Linked DNA regions of Mus musculus: region 2 is linked to region 1. A link is a contact called in public promoter capture Hi-C data. All regions are on one chromosome and are shown on one strand. Each heading gives the region's core, a stretch centred on a gene start, on an enhancer-like site or on the middle of the called end of the contact. The rest is flanking DNA. Distances are from core to core; before and after follow the strand shown. Region 1 overlaps Kctd10 (potassium channel tetramerisation domain containing 10). Region 2 has its middle 13 kb from the start of Gm34722.

What was found. Capture Hi-C pulls out chosen DNA fragments and counts their contacts.
Region 2: a contact with region 1 is called in a promoter capture Hi-C map of adipose tissue. The contact joins two enhancer-like sites. A contact is called at or near these places in 2 of 484 Hi-C or Micro-C datasets (embryonic stem cells and extraembryonic ectoderm), 3 of 115 datasets of contacts at active chromatin or transcription factors (all in embryonic stem cells) and 3 of 9 other capture datasets (adipose tissue, liver and pancreatic islet).

What each region holds. Positions count from the first base shown.
Region 1 is chr5:114,368,761-114,372,438 of GRCm38.p6, forward strand. It overlaps Kctd10 (potassium channel tetramerisation domain containing 10), which reads right to left. Exons shown (of 7, transcript NM_026145.4): 3 at 1,299-1,468; 4 at 181-267. Among named protein-coding and RNA genes, the nearest start is that of Kctd10, 9.9 kb to the right of the region's middle. Within about 2 kb of position 1,776, at least 157 of the 459 cell types and tissues checked have an H3K27ac peak or open chromatin away from gene starts, as enhancers often do. A contact at or near this core is called in adipose tissue, where this site is marked.
Region 2 is chr5:114,465,134-114,468,811 of GRCm38.p6, forward strand. No RefSeq gene overlaps it. Among named protein-coding and RNA genes, the nearest start is that of Gm34722, 13 kb to the right of the region's middle. Within about 2 kb of position 2,063, at least 122 of the 459 cell types and tissues checked have an H3K27ac peak or open chromatin away from gene starts, as enhancers often do. A contact at or near this core is called in adipose tissue, where this site is marked.

The DNA of each region.
Region 1 (3,678 bases), core at 526-3,025:
ACCCTCACACTCACACAGGTACACTCAAAGGTATACACAGACACCTCCACGCTCAGAGACATCATCCACACACAGACACCTCCATACTCATATACAAAGGTACACACACCCTCCCCATTCACACCACCCCACACTCAGTAAACACACACACACACACACACACCCCAAGCCTCGGCACACCTTATTTGACGTCGCTATAAGCCTCTGTTCTTCCTTGGAGGATGTGATGACGGGTACCTTGCAGAAGGGCTCGTAAGTATCTTTGTTCTGCTGGAACAAAACGTGCTTTCAGCCCAGGGGGCCCGCTAGCCAGAAAGCCAGGCAATGAGAGGGGAAAAGAAGCCACTTTGCACCACTCTGTCTGCCCCCCCAGAAGGACACACCACTCTGTCTGCCTGGGAGGACACTCAAAACTCAGCCCTCGATGCAGCAGGTGACTGCATAAAAGCTGCTCCACCCCACTGTAGTGGCAGCAGCAGATGAAAGGAGAAAGAATGAGCCCTGAAGCCCACAGTAGAGCCCAGACATCCCCGCCCGGCCCGGCCCCCAAGCAGGAGAAAGATCTGTACTCTGCAGTGAGAGACAGGGCAGAGCGTAGATGTGTTACTATTCTCAACGCCTTGCAAGTCCCCCGAGCCTGCTCAGTCCCCGATGGACAGCATCCAGCCATGCTTACAACCCAGACAGAAAAAGTCCAGGGCCTCTTTGGTTCTTTATGAGAGTGTTGCTAGGTAGCCTGGGCTGCCCTCAAAACTCGTGACCCTCCTGCCTCTGCCTTCTGAGTGCCTGAGTTCCAGGCACCACCACGCCTGGAGGACTCCTTAACATCTTCCCCCATAAGGCTTCCCTTGAAAAAGTCAGTCTATCATCCAACCATGAAGGCCCCCAAAAGACAATGGCTCCTAGTCCCACATATGCAGCATCTCCTTGGGCTGAAATAGAAGCCAAGGGCCACCCAATTCTGCATGGGAAACTTCTCAAATGACGCCTGAACAAACCAATACAGAGTAAAAACGCAAGGGGCGGCCTCTCAGGGAACAGACCGAGCACCTGAGGCAGTGTTCGGGTAGCCAAGGAGAAGGACAGCCCAACAGGAGGGGAGGATGGCTTTCAGACACAAAGGACAGGACAAGGAGGCAAGTTCTACAGTGAACCTCTCAGATCTGTAGACAGGGAGCTGAAGGGCCCATTCCCACACAGAGGTGACCCAGGATCTCTGGATACATCAGGGCAGTCTGGCTTGAGACTGGCCCTCCTATCTGTGAACCTGGGGCTTGAGTAGGGAAGGGGGTGCCTACTTGTAGGGCGGCCTGGCACTCTTCCAGCAGGCCCTGCACCAGGTAGTACTTGGCCTCGGCTAGCAGCTCCTCGATCTCCCGGCGGCTCTCAGGCAAGGGTACACCCCCGTCTCGCAGGTAGTTGAGGATTGTCCCAAAGTGCTTCCCACAGCGGTCAATGAGGATCCAGCCTGCAGTGGGCAGCAGGAAAACCAGGTCACAGGGCACTTGTCAGGGGAGATGCTTGCTGTCACTTAGGGGTAGGGGCGTGGGATTCAGCCACTGAGAATAAAGATTTCCAAGCTTTGAGAGAAACAGCCATCAATGACGCACTCAGCTGCCTGGAAGGAGCCTGCCTGTGTCCTGCCTTCAACGCACCACCAGCTCAAGCTGCTGGGGAAAGGCCAAAATCCCCCAAATCCATTACTCAAGTGACAGCCCAGAGTTTCTGTAAACGAAAAGGCGGCCTGGGACACTGGGCTCCAACTCAAGAATGCCAGGAAATGCTTGTGGGGAAGGCGCACTTTGAACAAATAAGGGCAGAGGCGCCGGCCAGCGCACACTCCATGAGGTTTCAATTAGCTTAGCATTCAGACTTGAAATATTTTGGTTGCTTTCAAAGCAGGCATCTATCCCTCACACTAAGCTCAACTGCCAGCATGGAGAACCACAGACTGCCATCAAGTGGCCTCTTGCTGCCTTGGAGCACACAGCACTGAGGAGAGCTTCCAGGGCCGCGGGGACAGCAGGACTGGCAGGGTAGCCCAAGAGGCTCTGACTCCAGGACGTCTCAGCACCTAGTACAATGGTGACAAGCAAGGGCCACTGTCTGAACCCCAGCTCTGCCACCTGCCTGCTCCATGTTCAGTGTTCCCCTAAGCTCTATCCCAAGGTCTCCTCTGCAGATGGGATGCACAGCACGGGCATACAGGTGTGGCCAGAGGCTGGCCAGAAAGCACGTAGCACAGCACTGGCCTGTAGGCAGCACACACAGTTAACTACAGGCATGTGACAGTGAGCACATCACATCATGGGTGGCGGAGGCAGCAGCAGCAGGACTGTCGGGACGCTGCAAACACCAGACCCCAGGAGTGAGTCGCTGTGGCTTTCAGGGTACTGAGGCTGCTGGGGCAGGGGGCAGGAGGCAGGGATAGGGGATCGCTGGAGCAGGAGACTACTGGCTGACTTCATATAAGCACACTGGTGTTTCCTCTCTGGGGAAGCCTGGGCGCTCACCCTCCTTCCTCTTCTCCCCTAGGAAGCCTCTCTTTACAACTGCAATGCATGCCAGCCTTCACAGTCACTCAGAGATACCTGTTACAACCCAAATTTCTGAGCCTAAGGCCTCAGGGAAGATCTGTGAGATGGAGCCTGTCCAGTGTACTGTAAGGCAGATTCCCAACACCCAGGCTGTGACAACCAAAACTACCTTTGGCCATTGCTAAATGCCCCTTAGGTCACAGACAGCAGCCACAATGCTTATCTGAGAATCGCAGACACATCAAGAAACCGCGGATGGGGCTGAAGTGCAGGCAGAGGCCTGTCTAGCAAGTGACAGTTCCCAGGCTCTGTCCCAGCCCTGGGAGGGAGGGGAGGAAGACAGGGAAGAGGAAGAGCAGAGGAGGGAAGGAAAAAGGAAGGAGGCAGAGACCTAACAAGAAAAGCCATGCATGAATGTAGAGGTACTGAAGAAAGCGGAGGTCAGTCAGTCTGGGGAAAGTTCCACGCAAACAGAGCCCACGAGGAAGCAGGACCCAGAGCACGCACGTCTACAGAGCAGCGAGGAGTCGGTGAGGAAAAGAAGAGGTTACAAACCAGATGCAGCCAGGCGGCTGAAAGACGAAACCCAAACCAGTAAGACAAACAGATGCACAGCATGCCAGAAATTAGGAACTGCAAAATGAACCCTAACCCGGATCACACAGCTCCTCGGCAACAGTTAAATGGTCAACAGAGCCCAGTGCGGGCAGAAGGCTAGACCACTGTGAGGCTTACCCACTGACTCAGCACCAAGGAGAAAGCTCTGGCAATAATCAGCACAGTGGAAGACACGGACAGCCGAGGGAGCGGTGGGAGCTGAGGGAGCTTAGTGCTCCAGACCTGGAGTTGGGAGGCAGGAAAGGGAAGTCCCGACCCTTGTCCCGTTTCCCCAGGGGGAAGTCTGACATCCCCAACACTGGGAACTGGACATGTCTGCGGGACCATCAAACCAACGTGTCCCACTAGCTGCAGTACATGTGCAGAAGGAATTACTCAACCTCAGGGAAACGCCTGAGCCGGGACTATTGACTCATGATGTCATAAGCACAGCGCTAAGTGAACAGGAGCGGAAGATAACACCAAACACTGTTTGAAGCCACAGGAACAGAAAGATGGTAACTCCACGGCAGTGGTAAGCATG
Region 2 (3,678 bases), core at 813-3,312, 97 kb after region 1:
CGCGGGTAGATGGGATGTCCTGAGAGAAGTGGCCAGTGGATGAGGCCGGGAGCGACAGCTTGCTGTGTGACTGGAAACTGGTATATTGCCTTCTCTGGATCTCTGTCTCCTTATCCATAGAAACTGTGTCTTTTCACTGTTAAGACCTTGGTCCTCCTGTCTTCTTTACCCCTCCCACTGATAGATATCCTTCGAATTCCCCGTACTCAAGAGTTGATCTGCCGTTATCTCACGGACCAGCAGCCCCTGCCGGTCATAGGACTTTAACCAAGCCACCTCCTTGTTGGTGCTGTTGGCTCCTCTGCCCATCTCACCTGTGGCCGGAACATCCAGGAAGCAGGACTGCTACTGTTCCTACAGCGGGGAACTGAGGCTCAGAGAGGTCACCTGAGAGCTCTCAGGTCTGCAGATCCAGGCTTCAAACCTGGCGACAGAGGAGGCCGAAGCCAGGGAGACTTCACCCTTCATTCTCTGATTTGGAGAGGAAGTCTGGGTTCAAGGAAGAGAGGCAGAAAGAGCTGCCTTTCTGCTCTTCTAGGTGGCTGGCAGCAGGGCAGGCCTGGCTGTGTTGAGCTGGACACTGCGCCCCAACCACAGTGCCTGCGCACCAGATCGCCCGGGCTCTGGGAGTTAGAGGACTTGACCTTGGAGGAAGCGGCTTCCTGGGCCTGTGCACCTGCCATCTGTTGCCAAGACAACACATCTGTTCCACGCCCCCTGTGACCCCACAGGGTGGGGGTGGGGTGCTTCAGCACATGGGCTGGCCTGTCCTTGGCAGCCCTCACACCTGGCCCTCTAGGTTGGGGTCGCCAGCCACCTGCCTTGTCAAAGAGGAGAGTCCACCAAGACTCTCCAACAGAGCCACAAGGATCCACACTGTAGATGGAGACACTGAGGCACAGAGCTGGGAAGTGCCCCGCCCCTGCCGCCCCCCCTCCGCCCCCGCCCTAGACACAGTATGTTTGCAATAAGCTGGGATGTGAGCCCAGGCTTCCTAAAGGACTGCAGACACTGGATAGAGCCCTGGCAGACCTAAGGGCTGGAGAAAAGGGCAGAGGCTAACATAGCCCTGCTTGACCGCTGAGATAATAACCTCTGCTCGGCTAGGCCTTTGTCCCTGCATAGTGACCCTCTGAGCTCTCCAGAGCCAACCCCAAGGTCTGAGGGCTCCCCAGATGCCGGAGCCACATGGCTTTTTGGGTCTGACGTATCTGAGACAGACACTAAGTTCAGGACTTCCCACCTGTCTCACAAAGAGCTCTTCAGAGAGCGATGTTCAGAGAGCTGCTTTCTGTGCCGCCCCATGGCACAAGAGAGTGGCGTGCCTTCCATGGGCGCTGGTCTCCTTACTGTTTCTGAGGCTGTGGTGTCCAGTCCTGTGGCCTGGCCTTGGTTTTCATAGCTTCTGGCACCCCTGAGAAGTCCCTGCTCTTATGCCTCACCCTTACCAACCTCCAGCCCAGCTGGGGCAGGGTTGTAACGGGCACTGCCTGGGCCTAGCCCCAGCCAGCTGCTGCCCTGGAGGAGGGGTAGAGCTGTTCAAGCCTTTCTGTTAGGTCAGGTGCAGATATGGAACTCGGGCCCTCAGCTCTGGCCCCAGCCCTCTATTTAGTTTATCTGTCTGTCTGTCTGTCTATCTATCTATCTATCTATCTATCTATCTATCTATCTATCTATCTATGTCTCATATATATTATACAGGGTTCCATATAGCCCAGGCTGACCTCCAGTTCACCACATAGCTGCGGATGACCTTGAACTTCCCATCTTTCTGCCTCCATCCTCCAAATGCTGCGATTACAGACATCCACCACCATTCCTGTCACATCTGGTTTGAAAATGAGATTCCAAAAAACTGGCTGTTATGGTACATTTCCGTTTTTAAAATACTAAGAAAGAATGAAAAACCAATTTAAGAAAAGATAAAAAAATTTTTTTAAAGACCAGGCCAAAGCTCTCTGTGAGCTGAAAGGTCCCCAGGGTGAGTCCTCCTTGGGAGAGGAGCCCTAGGGAGGACTCTGGGGGCCTGGGGTGGGAGGACTGCCCTGTGGAATCTGATTACCCAGGCGCGGTGAAATGGCAGGCCAGCAGGGCGCCAGCGGTTGGAACCGAGCTTGCTCTGTCCCCGGGAGGCACAGATTTTTTTTTTTTTTTTTTTTATCATTGTCAGTATTGGCTTCTTTCTGCTCTGATGAATAGATTGTAAAGAGGCAGTGACATTATTTGAGATAACAGACGAAGCAGAGAAAGGGTCAGCGCGCGCGAGAGAGAGAGAGAGAGAAAAAAAAACGGCAGAGCCAGCAGAGAAAGGGGCGGGGCATCCTGGCTTGGGCCCCCCCCCCACCGACCCCATCGACACCCCACCCCGCCCCCAGCCTGGCTCCCTGCCTGGGGGAGGTGGGGGGGGGAGGCTGGAATGAGGCCTCACTGGCCACGGAGCCCCAGCCAGCTGCGCCAGGCCACTGCACGCTCCCGTCCCTCCTCCCAGGCCCCGCCCCCCATTCTGCCTTTTCAATTCCATTCAATTAGGCCTCCCCGCTCGGAAGCTTGTCTCCTCTGATATCCAGCTTAACTGACAGGGGATTAGAGCTGTTTGTATTACACACAGAGCCACTGCCGCCAGGGCCCAGGGACCTGGTTATTTATGGAGCAGCTAGGGTACTGTCCCCCTGGGACCTGCTTTCTCTCAAGGAGCGCTGAGGGGCCCTGTTTTCCACCGCCCTCCTTCCCCATCTTGCAGCCCGGACAGTGGACAAGAAAAAAAAAGGCTCAGATGGACTCGGGCTCAAAGCTCAGCTCTCCCATGAGCTGGCTGAGAGACACTGGGCAAACTGTGCCTTCTGAGTCTCCAACCATTCTTCATCTTTATTTTGGTTCTTTTTTGAGGGGGCTACCACCTTGTGGACCCTACCCGGGACTTTTGTAACTATCCAGACATGTAGGCCTTCTATGCATCCCAGGTTGGCCTTGAATTCGTAGCAAACCCCCTGCCTCAGCTCCCAAGTGCCTGGCTGAACATGATTCTTCATCTTAGACATGGAGTTAGATGGTGAACCAGCTTACGGGGTGGCTGTGTATAGCAGGGTGTGTGGGGGTGTTTGGTCCGGTGCCTGAGCCATCATTCACTTTACCTGCTCCATGACCCCCTTGGGCCAGGCTGTCACAGTGGAGGTAGTGCAGTGTGATGGTTTGTATATTCTTGGACCAGGGAGTGGCACCATTTGGAGGTGTGGCCTTGTTGGAATAGGTGTGACCTGGTTGGAGTAGGTGTGTCACTGTGGGTGTGGGCAGAAGATCCTCACCCTAGTTGCCTGGAAGTCAGTCTTCCACTAGCAGCCTTTGGATGAAGACGTAGAACTCTCAGCTCTGCCTGTGCCATGCCTGCCTGGATACTGCCATGCTCTCACCTTGATGATAATGGACTTAACCTCTGAGCCTGTAAGCCAGCCCCAATTAAATGTTGTTTTTTATAAGACTTGCCTTGGCTATGGTGTCTGTTCACAGCAGTAAAACCCAAAGACATGCAGGAAAGACCCTTGATGAAGTAATTGCGGGCCTCTGCCCCTACCCCTGGTTTGCCTACAAGAAAGATTCATCCCAGAACAGGAGATGACAATGAGGACTCTCTTGGCTGCTGCGTGAATCACATAGGGTGTGTAGAAAGATGGAGCAGGGTTG